Linked DNA regions of Danio rerio: region 1 is linked to region 2. The links are chromatin contacts, called in public Hi-C maps. All regions are on one chromosome and are shown on one strand. Each heading gives the region's core, a stretch centred on a gene start, on an enhancer-like site or on the middle of the called end of the contact. The rest is flanking DNA. Distances are from core to core; before and after follow the strand shown. Region 1 holds the start of mfsd6a (major facilitator superfamily domain containing 6a). Region 2 holds the start of ftcd (formimidoyltransferase cyclodeaminase).

Region 1 (5,014 bases), core at 670-3,169, 160 kb after region 2:
CAGATTAGACCAGGGAGCATGATTAGACCAGGGGTTCTCAAACTCAGTCCTGGAGGTCTGGTGTCCTGCATATTTTAGCTCTAACTTGCCTCAACACACCAGCAAGGATGTTTCTAGTAAGTCTAGTAAGAGCTTGATTAGCTATCCCAGGTGTGTCTGATTGGGGTTGGAGTTAAAATCTGCAGAACACCTCGAGGACTGAGATTGAGAACCCCTGGTTTAGACTCTTAGCACTCAAATTGATAGTTCTATAAGCTCTATAAGCTTAGATAACTTTCATATTTAACATTTAATTCTTTTGTAGTTATATCGTATACTAAGACTGATGGGAAATCAAAAGTTGTTTTCTGAGTTGATGTGGCTAGGAACTATACTCTTATTCCAGTGTAATAATCAAGTAACTTTTCTGCCGCAGGTGCAATGATATTACAGGGATACAATGTGTAATATCAATGCTCCTGTAGCAGCCATGGTACAGCAACGACTGTGATAATGATACATGTGAAAATGTTTTTTGTTCCTTTTCTGGACTATAAACATCTCTGGATCATTGTTGTCTATGGAGGATGAGGGAGCTCTCAGATTTTATCTAAAACATAGGTCCCTACCTCAATTCCTGGAGGACCAGAGCTCTGCACAGTTTTGTTCCAACCCTAATCAAACACAGCTGATCCAGATAGTCCAGGTGTTCAGGAGAATCTTGAACACCTTGATTAATTGGTTGCATCAGCTGTGTTTCATTAGGGTTGGAACAAAACTGTGCAGAGCTGTGGTCCTCCAGGAATTGAGTTTGAGACCCATGATCTAAAATATCTTAATTTGTGTTCAGAATATGAACAAAGGTCTCAGGGGATTTATTCCTAACACAAAGGTGAGTGTAGCTAATAACCGAATTTTAACTTTTGTGTAAACTAACCCTACCTAAGCTAATTTTGAAGAAAAAGCATTACGTACCGTATCTACAATTGTAATAGCTGGAGCACTGAAAAACTCGCCAATGATGATGACGAGCAGAATCAGGAGAAAAATGGCGTTAACCTGGTCCATGTTATACTCAGGGGGTGGCAAGTTTGGGTTGGTTGTGGTACTCTTGGTAGTGCTGCTAGATGTTGTGTTTGTGCTGCTGGGGGTTGATGTTGAGATGGACGTGCTTGGCTTGGGTTGTGTGGTTGTACTGGTTTGGTTAGTTTGTGTGGTGTTAGCCAGTTCTTCAGGTGCCGGGGTAAAACTCAAGTTTGAATCTCGTTTGATTCGATGTTCAGAGATGTAGCCTGAAGATTGACCGGAGGAAAGGATGGTTCGCCAAGGGTATTGTCCAATTAGATCCCTGCGCCGTCTCATTTGACTAGTTGAACTAGTGTTGGGGAAGAATGTTTCATTAGAAGGGGTAGGGTGGACAGTTGGTACCTTGGTCGTTGTCGGGATGGTCTCCTCTTTACATGCCATAATTGGGGGCTTCACAATGCCAATCCCAGCATTGAAAAGGATCCAGCACAACATTGAGAACAGCAAGACTGCTTTTCCTTTCCTATATCGATCTGCGACAATGCCCCAAAAAGGGGCACTGCAGAACTCTATGAAATATCGGATTCCCACTAGGAGACCACTTTGAGTTGGATTCATCCCCAGCTGCTTGTAGTAGAGAGCAAGAAGGGGATGAAGGGAACCATAGGCGGCATAAAAGAACAAATAAAACACTTTTGACACAAGAAGGTGGCGGTTGACGCGTAAGAACAACCGTTCACAGCAGCTCAATTCGTGTTGAGGGGATGGAGTTGGCGCTGTATCATTTGGTACATCATTTTCAGGTGGTTGAGATGGTGACTGAATCTCAAGTGACAGGCGGTCAAAGCGCTCAAGGTGTTTCCTCTTCAGCTCCTCCTCATCTTCTGTTAAGATGGCCACTCGGTCGTCTGCCATCTTTTCTGGGGTGCTTGATATTTCTGGTAGGGTCAAAAAACATACAAAAGTATGGATTATTTTAAAAATGACATTTTCAATTTATATTGGATGCCATTTGTAAATAGGGTAATAGAGCTGCACAATATTGGAAAAAAACTGACATTATGATTTTATTTCTTTGCAATATATTGTGATATAAATACAATTTCACCAGTTTCACTATTACTACTATAATTACTATTATAACTACTACTTTAGATTGATTGGGAGGATTTGTAGGGGAGAGAAATGTAAATATATTTATATGTAATTTATTCAGGGTGTCTATGGGGTCTTAAAAAGTATTAATTTAAGGCCCTTAAAAAGTATTTAAAAGTCTTAAATGCTACTTAAAAAACAAAGGGGATGCCTTTCAAAAAATATGGATGCCTCTAATGATCCTCTAACTCTATGAACACATCTGATGTATTTTCACAACGTGTGACCTTAACCACGGCATAACTTTGTGTATTATGTTTTTTGTATTTTGTTTGTATGTTTATTTATTTCATTACTATTATTATTTATTTATTTATTTATTTAATTTTATTTCTCTTTGCCTTTTTGCTGCTATACTTGTTTACTGATACATTTGTCTTTGCCCTTTTTTGTTTACGTTTGTATGTTCATTAAAACCAATTTAAAAAAAATGTCTTAAATGCTATTTTGCAAGGTATTAATTTATTTATTTATTTTTTATAAATTTTGAATATGCAATGTATAGTTGTATGCTATAGTTTGCCTGAATTTAATCTGAGATTATTAGGATGCTGTGTAGTTTATGAAATTAATAAAAATCTCCAAGTTTACTGCAGTAACTGAGGCATCACCATTATTTCTGCAGCTCTATAGGCGCCAACCTGCTGAACTAGCTAGATTTAATAGATTTTTATTCAGTATATGAATAACCTTTTAGATTTGGATTAGTTTCTTACATTACAATGAAGTAAATATACTGTAAGTTAAAATCTCTCCAGTGTTTTGAGTTGAAACCTAAAATGGTTATAAATACTTAAATTGTATGGAAAGAGTCTTAAAAAAAAGTTCTTAAAAGGTACTGAATTTCACTCTCTGATTCTTGTATATACTCTATTATATACATTTCAATGCTTCCAACAGGTTTTAAATATACTTGCGGTGGTAGCCGGATTAAAACACACCTTTTACACACAACATATGGTTACCTATATGCGACAAAAAAGTGATTTTTAACAATACTTTTATTTATTATACGCTATCTTTTCAATGGATTAACATTTTAAGAGTCATTTAGATCAAATAATTAATTATTTAATGTTTCTCTGACTCTTGCCACTGTGCACATGGTGTACTTAGGGTAAATTAGGCTTAAAATAATGAATGTAATTTATTAATTAAATAAAAATGTAATGCAAAAACACATACAACTGCTTAGAAATCGAAACCAAAAGCCAATTCCTGGATATTTTAGGAGATTTAGAAACCCCTGACGGACGCATTTTTAAGTCCCAAAAAGGTGCGTCTCTACAGAGCATGTGTGATTGTGTTTGGGAGTGTTGACAATTGACTGCACACATACAATGACAAGTAGGAAACATGTAGGGCGAGAGGAGATTTTCCACTTGTTAATCGATTGCGGATGTTTGGTTATTAAGCGGATACAAAAAAAGTGTAAAAGATAATGATCATAATAAAAAAATAAAGTGTCACCAATTATACCTGGGAGGCTCACCCAAGTAAAGTCTATGTGTGGGAAGCACTGCATTTATTGAACAAACAAACTATCATAAATAAACACAATGGATCAAATGTTAAAGTGAAATAAATCACGCTTTATAGTTTTCGGGAGAGAGTAAGAGTATTTAGGTACAGCAATTGTCATATACATAAATTCAATAAAATGAATTAGTGTGTGTGTGTGTGTGTGTGTGTGTGTGTGTATGTATGTGTGTGTATGTATGTATGTATGTATGTAAGTAAGTATGTATGTATGTATGTATATATATATATATATATATATATATATATATATATATATATATATATATATATATATATATATATTCAAATAGGGTCAATATGGACACACAAGTTTTACATTTACACATGATCACTTACTATAGTATCAAATTCCAATGCAAACTAAAGCAAATTTTTTACTAGCCATTTACTCCCCCACATGGTGGTTCTAAACGCTTCCTCTGTTGAACAAAAAAGATACTTTGAAGAATAGTCATTGACATCCATACCACACTACCAAAAAAAAAAATGGTAGTTGATGAGTATGTTTACATGGACACTAATAATCTGATTTTCATAAGATTAAGACAATACTGTGATTAAGGGTGCTTTCACACCTACATTTTTGTTTCGGAATGTATCTCGTTTGCCCAGTTAGCGCGGTTTGTTTGGCATATGTGAACAGGGCAATCGCACTCTGTTCCGCACCAAAGTAATCGCTCCGAGATCGCTTGAATGAGGTGGTCTCGGCTCGATTGAAACGAACCCTGGAGCGGTTCGATTGTAGTGAGAAAGCGATCCGATCCGAGCGCGGTTGTATCACTGTGTTTTATGGATATGTAATAGGCATATACGGCTATATATGAAAAGAGAATTATGAGTGGGGTGGGAAGTTTCGCGAGTCTCCGGATTCCCGCAAACGAGTGATGATCTCCCGGTAGTCTCGCGTCTCCCTCCAGGTCCTCAAATAGGCATCGTCGCGCACCCTTCTCACCCCTCCCCACCGCGTCTCTCCTCAGACACGTCGCGCGCGCACCCAATCACCACCAAACCACCACCTCTCCTGACAGTTTAGCGGGACGCTGCAAAATAAACCCTGACACTCTGACCAATGTAAGGAGGGTTTACTCACACGTAACTTGTTTTAGCTCTTTTGGTCCGATTAGAAACTTTGCAATGTGAAAGCGAACCGCTCCAAGAGCAAAGAGCAACAATGTAACAATTGTAATCTCTGTTTCGGAACAACTGAATTGATTCACAGGTGTGAAAGCACCCTAAGAGTCTACCATGTAAAAGAGCAATTTTTGATTATTTAATCTGATTAAGGTCATAATCAAACTAAAGAGAAATCAAA
Region 2 (5,635 bases), core at 193-2,692:
GCATACCTCTGATTATTGATAGCAACCTGTACCTATATTTGTCTATTGTAAACTCTGTTCATATACAACCTGTATACATATCAAGTGTAAAGTATTCCTAGAGCTTCACTTTTCCCACAAATTTTCATGTTACAGCCTTATTCCAAAATGGATTAGATTAATTTATTTCTTCACAACTTTACACGCAATCCGCCATAACGATAATGAGAAAAAAGATTTTTTGAAATTGTTGCAAATTTATTAAAATGAAAAAAAAAAAAACCTGAAGAATCACATGTACATCAGTATTGACAGCCTTTGCTGTGAAGCTTTAAATTGAGCTCAGGTCCATTCTGTGTCCACTGATCATTCTTAAGATGTTTCAGCAGCTTAATTAGAGTTCACCTGTGGGAAATTCAGGACACGATTTGAAAGGCTTACACCTGCCTGTCTAAGGTGCCAGGGTTGACAGTGCATGCTGTTAAATTATTATTTTTATTATTATTGCCACTTTAATTATTTTAAATATTTTATTTATTTATTTATTTTAATTACTTTTAATTATTTTATTTGAGCTACTCCTCCTAAAATGTTTTTTTTTTGCAAGTATTTTGACCACATGCAGACCCCATAAGCAACTATCTTCTGTTTTTTTGAACTTTACCCTCCTCACTCTTGCATAACATTGGTGTCACTTTAACAGGCGGGTGTATCAGACCTGTGTTCCATCCAAAAACACAGAAGGTCTAAATCTGTGCTCCTCCTTCAGCTCTTTGGCCTATTTCTGGATCAGTCATTAACAGACGTCCCAGCTTGGTCATGATGCAACTGTCTGGGTGCTTTTCAAGAGTCATTTATTAAACCGTCTGCTTTATCAATTCACAATTTACTTGTTACTACAGTACATACTGAAAGCCAAATCTCTGTCTATGATTAAAGGGATAGTGCACTCACAATTAAAAATTCTGTCATCATTTGCTCACCTTAGACTTCTTTCTAACGTTTACAACTTTCTTTCTTCTGAAAAACACAAAAGAAGATATTTTGAAGAATGATGAAAACCTGTAACCGTTGACTTCCATAGTATTTGTCTTTCCTACTATGGAAGATGAGGGTTTTTAGCTTTCTTTGAAATACCCTTATTAGTTTGTGTTCAACCAAAGAAAGAAACTCTTAATAATTTCTAATCACTTGAGGGTGAGTAAATAGTGAGTATATTAAATATTTTGGGTGTAAACAATCCATTTAAGCTTCAATCTTTGACCATTAATAAACCAACATTATTCAGGAGCCAGATTAAAAACGTCCCCAAACAATGTTTGACGGCGACCCCTCTCCAAAAGCGTTTATCTGTGAAGACAGGGGAATCATTAAATGACCTGAATCCAGTCCAAGAGACGGGTTAATTATTCAAAACACATGCATGCCGCCCGCTTTAAAAGTTCAACTTTAGGGTCAGTATTGAAGTGTGTGTGAGGAAAGCTCTTGCAGTCATGGCTAAACTGGTGGAGTGTGTACCTAATTTCTCAGAGGGACGTAACAAGGAGGTAAGATTAACATTGATGTACTGTATATTTGCACAACTGACAAAACTAATTGGCCATTAATATAAACAACAACAGTGTTGAGGAAAATATACTGGTTAAAACAACAAAGATATCATATTTTGTCATATATTTCATATCATTATTGTCACTGTGTAAACAGCAAATGCATATATTGTGATGTTGTGCATTTTAAAAGCATAGTTCCCTCAAAAATGTAATATTTACACACACTCAAGTGTTTTTCGGTTCCACTTTATATTAAGTTGTCTTTACTAATATGGACTTACACTGAAATTAATCATTTGTTACAGTGTACTTATTGTGTAAATACATGTTTTTACAATGTACTTAAAATTGATTAAAAAACTATTACATCTGTAATTAAATTTTAAATTATACTGTTACACCTTAACCTATCACTAAACCTAGCCATACTACCAAACCTGTCCAGAACGTGATCTGTATCCCACGTCAATATACTATAAACAAAGTAAGTACATTGTATTTATTTTTTGATGTAAGTGCCTAGAAGTTAAGGCCACTTATAAAGTGGGAACTTTTTATGAATTTCCTTCTTCTGTTGAACACAAAATAAAATATTCTGAAGAATGTTGGGAAAACACACTTTAATAAAACAATACCATGAACATTAGTTTTTTTTTTCCAGTATTCTTCAAAATATCTTCCTTTGTGTTCAACAGAAGAATGAAATTCAAACAGGAAGTTTTAGAGGAAGAAAAAATGAATAAACTGAATTTTCATTTTTGGGTGAATTTTCAGCCAATTTTAAATATTCAGCCTTCAGGACTTGCAAATGTACTGCGTTTGGAAAACATGCAACTAGAAAAACACTAACAAACTGAGAAAACATCACTTTTCAATACATGCAAATACAGAAACATGCTGCAAATAGTGCAGATCACAACAGAAAAGGTGACAAACCTGGCTGCTTCCTGTTTAGAGTCATCTGTGTTGTAGTAGATCTTAGAGGTCAGTTTTTGGTTTATTTTAACATCCGAATCATATAATTTATAGTTGTTTGAATATTTTTAGCTCAAGTAATCGGATGAATTGTCAATTAATGTTAAATGAAATGCTATGCTAGTGCTACGAGTTAGCAAGATTTTCTCTCAGAACTAAAACATACAAACAACAAAAAAGTACAACTAGGATAAGCAAAAATCTTCATTTAGTGGAGAGGAAGGGAGTAATATCAAATGTAAACAAAGGATAGGAGGAAACAAGCTTTCCCGCACTTTCACTCCATGTGGTGTGGAGGCAAATATCTGACTGTGTGTTTACACCCAGTGTTTGTATTGTCCTTATGTGGAGACATCAAAGTGTCTGAGGTATCTTAAACCTTACAACAGGTTTTGTGAATAAATGACTTTTAAAACTCAGATTTACTACGTTAAAATTGTTGAGGATGTTAAGATTGTTTTTTTTCCATTACCATGATGTACACAGTAAATGATTTTGTCCTTTGGGAACTGATTGGATCATAGGAAGATAGCCGTTACTAACAAAATGGAGGAAGAAGTTTTTGAGAATTACTGTCCACAGGAATCACCGTCAGGACCCTCTGGTTTTCAGATGCCTGATAATTACGTGGCAGAGCTCAATTTTACAGATGTCGGATCAAGATAAATTTAAGCCACAGATATGAGGCAAAAAACACTCGGTATAGCCCCACCCTAAATGACTCATAGCCTCCCCTAAAATGAATGATAGCTCCCCCAAGGACTGATAGTCCTGCTCTAAATGACTGATCTGGTAGCCCACCTTATATTACTGATATCTCGACCACAAAAGACTGATAGCCCCACCCAATAAGACTGATATCAGTGCTCTAAATAACTGATATCCCCACCCCAAATGATTGGTATTCCCACTCCAAAGGACTGATTGTCCCGCCCTAAATGACTGATCTGATAGCCCATCCTAAAGGATGAATTATACTTCTTTGTCAAACACAGGTGCGTGGATGCATAGCCATCGCCGTTGGCAACGCTGACGTGTGCCTCCCAAAAAATGTAACGCATAGCGCAAGCTCTGTCATTGGTCCGCTTGGTAGCACTGACGAGTGTGAGTGGGGGTGAGAGCCGTGCAAGCCCGATGCAGCAAGTGTTTACAAGTGTCGAGTCCCGTGAAGGAGCTCTGGATGAAAACTGTTGTTCTGTGTTTACCTTATGATTAAAGTTGTTGCACGTCCACCAGTTTCCGCCTCTGAATGAGCGAGTTTGAGCCACTTGTACATTAAGGTAGCGTTTAGAATAAAACAAAACACCAGCGAAGAAACTCGACACAGAGGAACATGAACACCTACTGCCAGCTTGTGTTTCGGAAGTGCTATTGCAGAGGAACACAACCAGCGCGGAGAAGTGGGTCACGCCAATCACTTGAAGCAGAAGTATAAACCAGGCTTAAATGACTGATATCTCCACCCCAAACGAATGATAGCCCTGCCCAAAAGGACTGATAGTCCCGCCCCAAAAGACTGATAGCTCCGCCCTAAAGGTATTCCATGTGACCAGAAGTGAAGAAAAGTCGTTTTGAGGGGTTGGGAAGGTCATAGTGTTGGATTAAAGATTATGAGGGTAATTTAATTTGTACAAAATAATGAAGTGCACAGATTTATACATGTACATAATATACGTTTATAATATACATAAAATAAGAAGAGAACATTTTGATTTCATGTCAACTTTGAATCAATGTACTCAATCTAATCCAATTTTAGATTCTTCTCAAATGTTGTGTTTATGTTTGATCACACAAAAGGCACTGATGTAGCCTACTGAGCTTTTAAATCTTGTTCATATGTATTAAATCCAGGTTATTGACGCCATAGCTAATGCCATCTCTGCCACCGAGGGCTGCAGTTTACTGGATGTTGATCCGGGATCATCAACCAACAGGACTGTGTACACTTTTGTGGGCTCTCCCACGACTGTAATCGAGGGGGCTCTGAACGCGGCCCGTGTCGCTTTTAAACTTATAGACATGACCAAACACTCAGGTACAAACTGAGGAGATGTAGCATGTGTTACAGTATTAGACTCCAAATGAGTTTTTATGGTAATGAAGTTATTTTGTTGAACAGGGGAACATCCTCGGACAGGTGCGATGGACGTGTGTCCCTTCATACCAGTGCAGAACGTCACCATGGAGGAGTGTGTACAGTGTGCCAATGAATTTGGCCAGAGGTTGGCAGACATGCTGCATGTGCCAGGTGGGTTTGTATGAGCTACTAGTTTCCAACATTCTTCGAAATATCTTCTTTTGCGTTCAACAGAAAAAAATAATCTGGATCAAGTGGAGGACAGATTGTTAATTTTTGAGTGAACTATCCCTTTAACCCCCCTTCTTGTCTTGCAGTCTATCTTTATGGAGAGGCAGCTAGAAAAGAGAGCAGAAGGTCACTTCCGTCCGTCCGTGCAGGAGAATATGAGGCATTACCAGATAAGGTCAAATCTCAAGTCACGTTATTTCTGAAATTATACTTCTTAAGTCTCGTTTATTCTCACGTGTCAAGTGCAAGTGGTTGGCTCGCCGGATACTTATTGGTTGTATCCAATATCGCCCCTATACCCTTAAATAGTGCACTATGTAGTAGTGTCTGAAACCACAGTGGACATTTTGAAGTGTACTCAAGCAGTCCCACAAAACATCACCAAAAATTTATACACAACCCGCTTCTGACCACAAGAAGGCATCTACAGCAGAATCCTATTTGGTGTAAGTTTCAAAATAAAACATTATTTAATTAAAGTAACATCTGTATACATGACAGAGATCAAAAATACTTTGTTTCATTACATTATTAAGTGTTAAAAACTATCAGTGCCTGAATAAGAACTTGAAAATCTAATCCATCTTAAGGATTTATCCATCCTCGACGCACAAAAATGACAATCCGTTCAGTGTTTGTATTCACTTGTTTGTTTTCTTTGTACTCCTTTAAGTGGACTTTATTAGTGGACTAATGTGGGGAATTGTAATGTGAATTGGGACACTGACTACGCAGGTGTGGATCCAAATGCAGGGTTTATTATATAGAGATGGTTAGGCAAGCAACAGTCAACACTGGGGCAAACAGATGTATGTAG

The links. Hi-C and Micro-C count contacts between places; a contact is called where the count stands out from the background.
Region 1: a contact with region 2 is called in a Hi-C map of embryo, with 2.8 times the contacts expected there. The contact joins the promoter of mfsd6a here to the promoter of ftcd in region 2. A contact is called at or near these places in 3 of 18 Hi-C or Micro-C datasets (caudal fin, embryo and hematopoietic stem cells) and 2 of 4 datasets of contacts at active chromatin or transcription factors (caudal fin and gastrula embryo).

The regions. Positions count from the first base shown.
Region 1 is chr22:12,618,082-12,623,095 of GRCz12tu, forward strand. mfsd6a (major facilitator superfamily domain containing 6a) reads right to left here and starts at 1,920. Exons shown (of 7, transcript NM_001083056.1): 1 at 955-1,920. The coding sequence starts at 1,920.
Region 2 is chr22:12,462,628-12,468,262 of GRCz12tu, forward strand. It overlaps ftcd (formimidoyltransferase cyclodeaminase), which reads left to right and starts at 1,443. Exons shown (of 14, transcript NM_201077.2): 1 at 1,443-1,526; 2 at 4,362-4,545; 3 at 4,630-4,758; 4 at 4,905-4,993. The coding sequence starts at 1,473.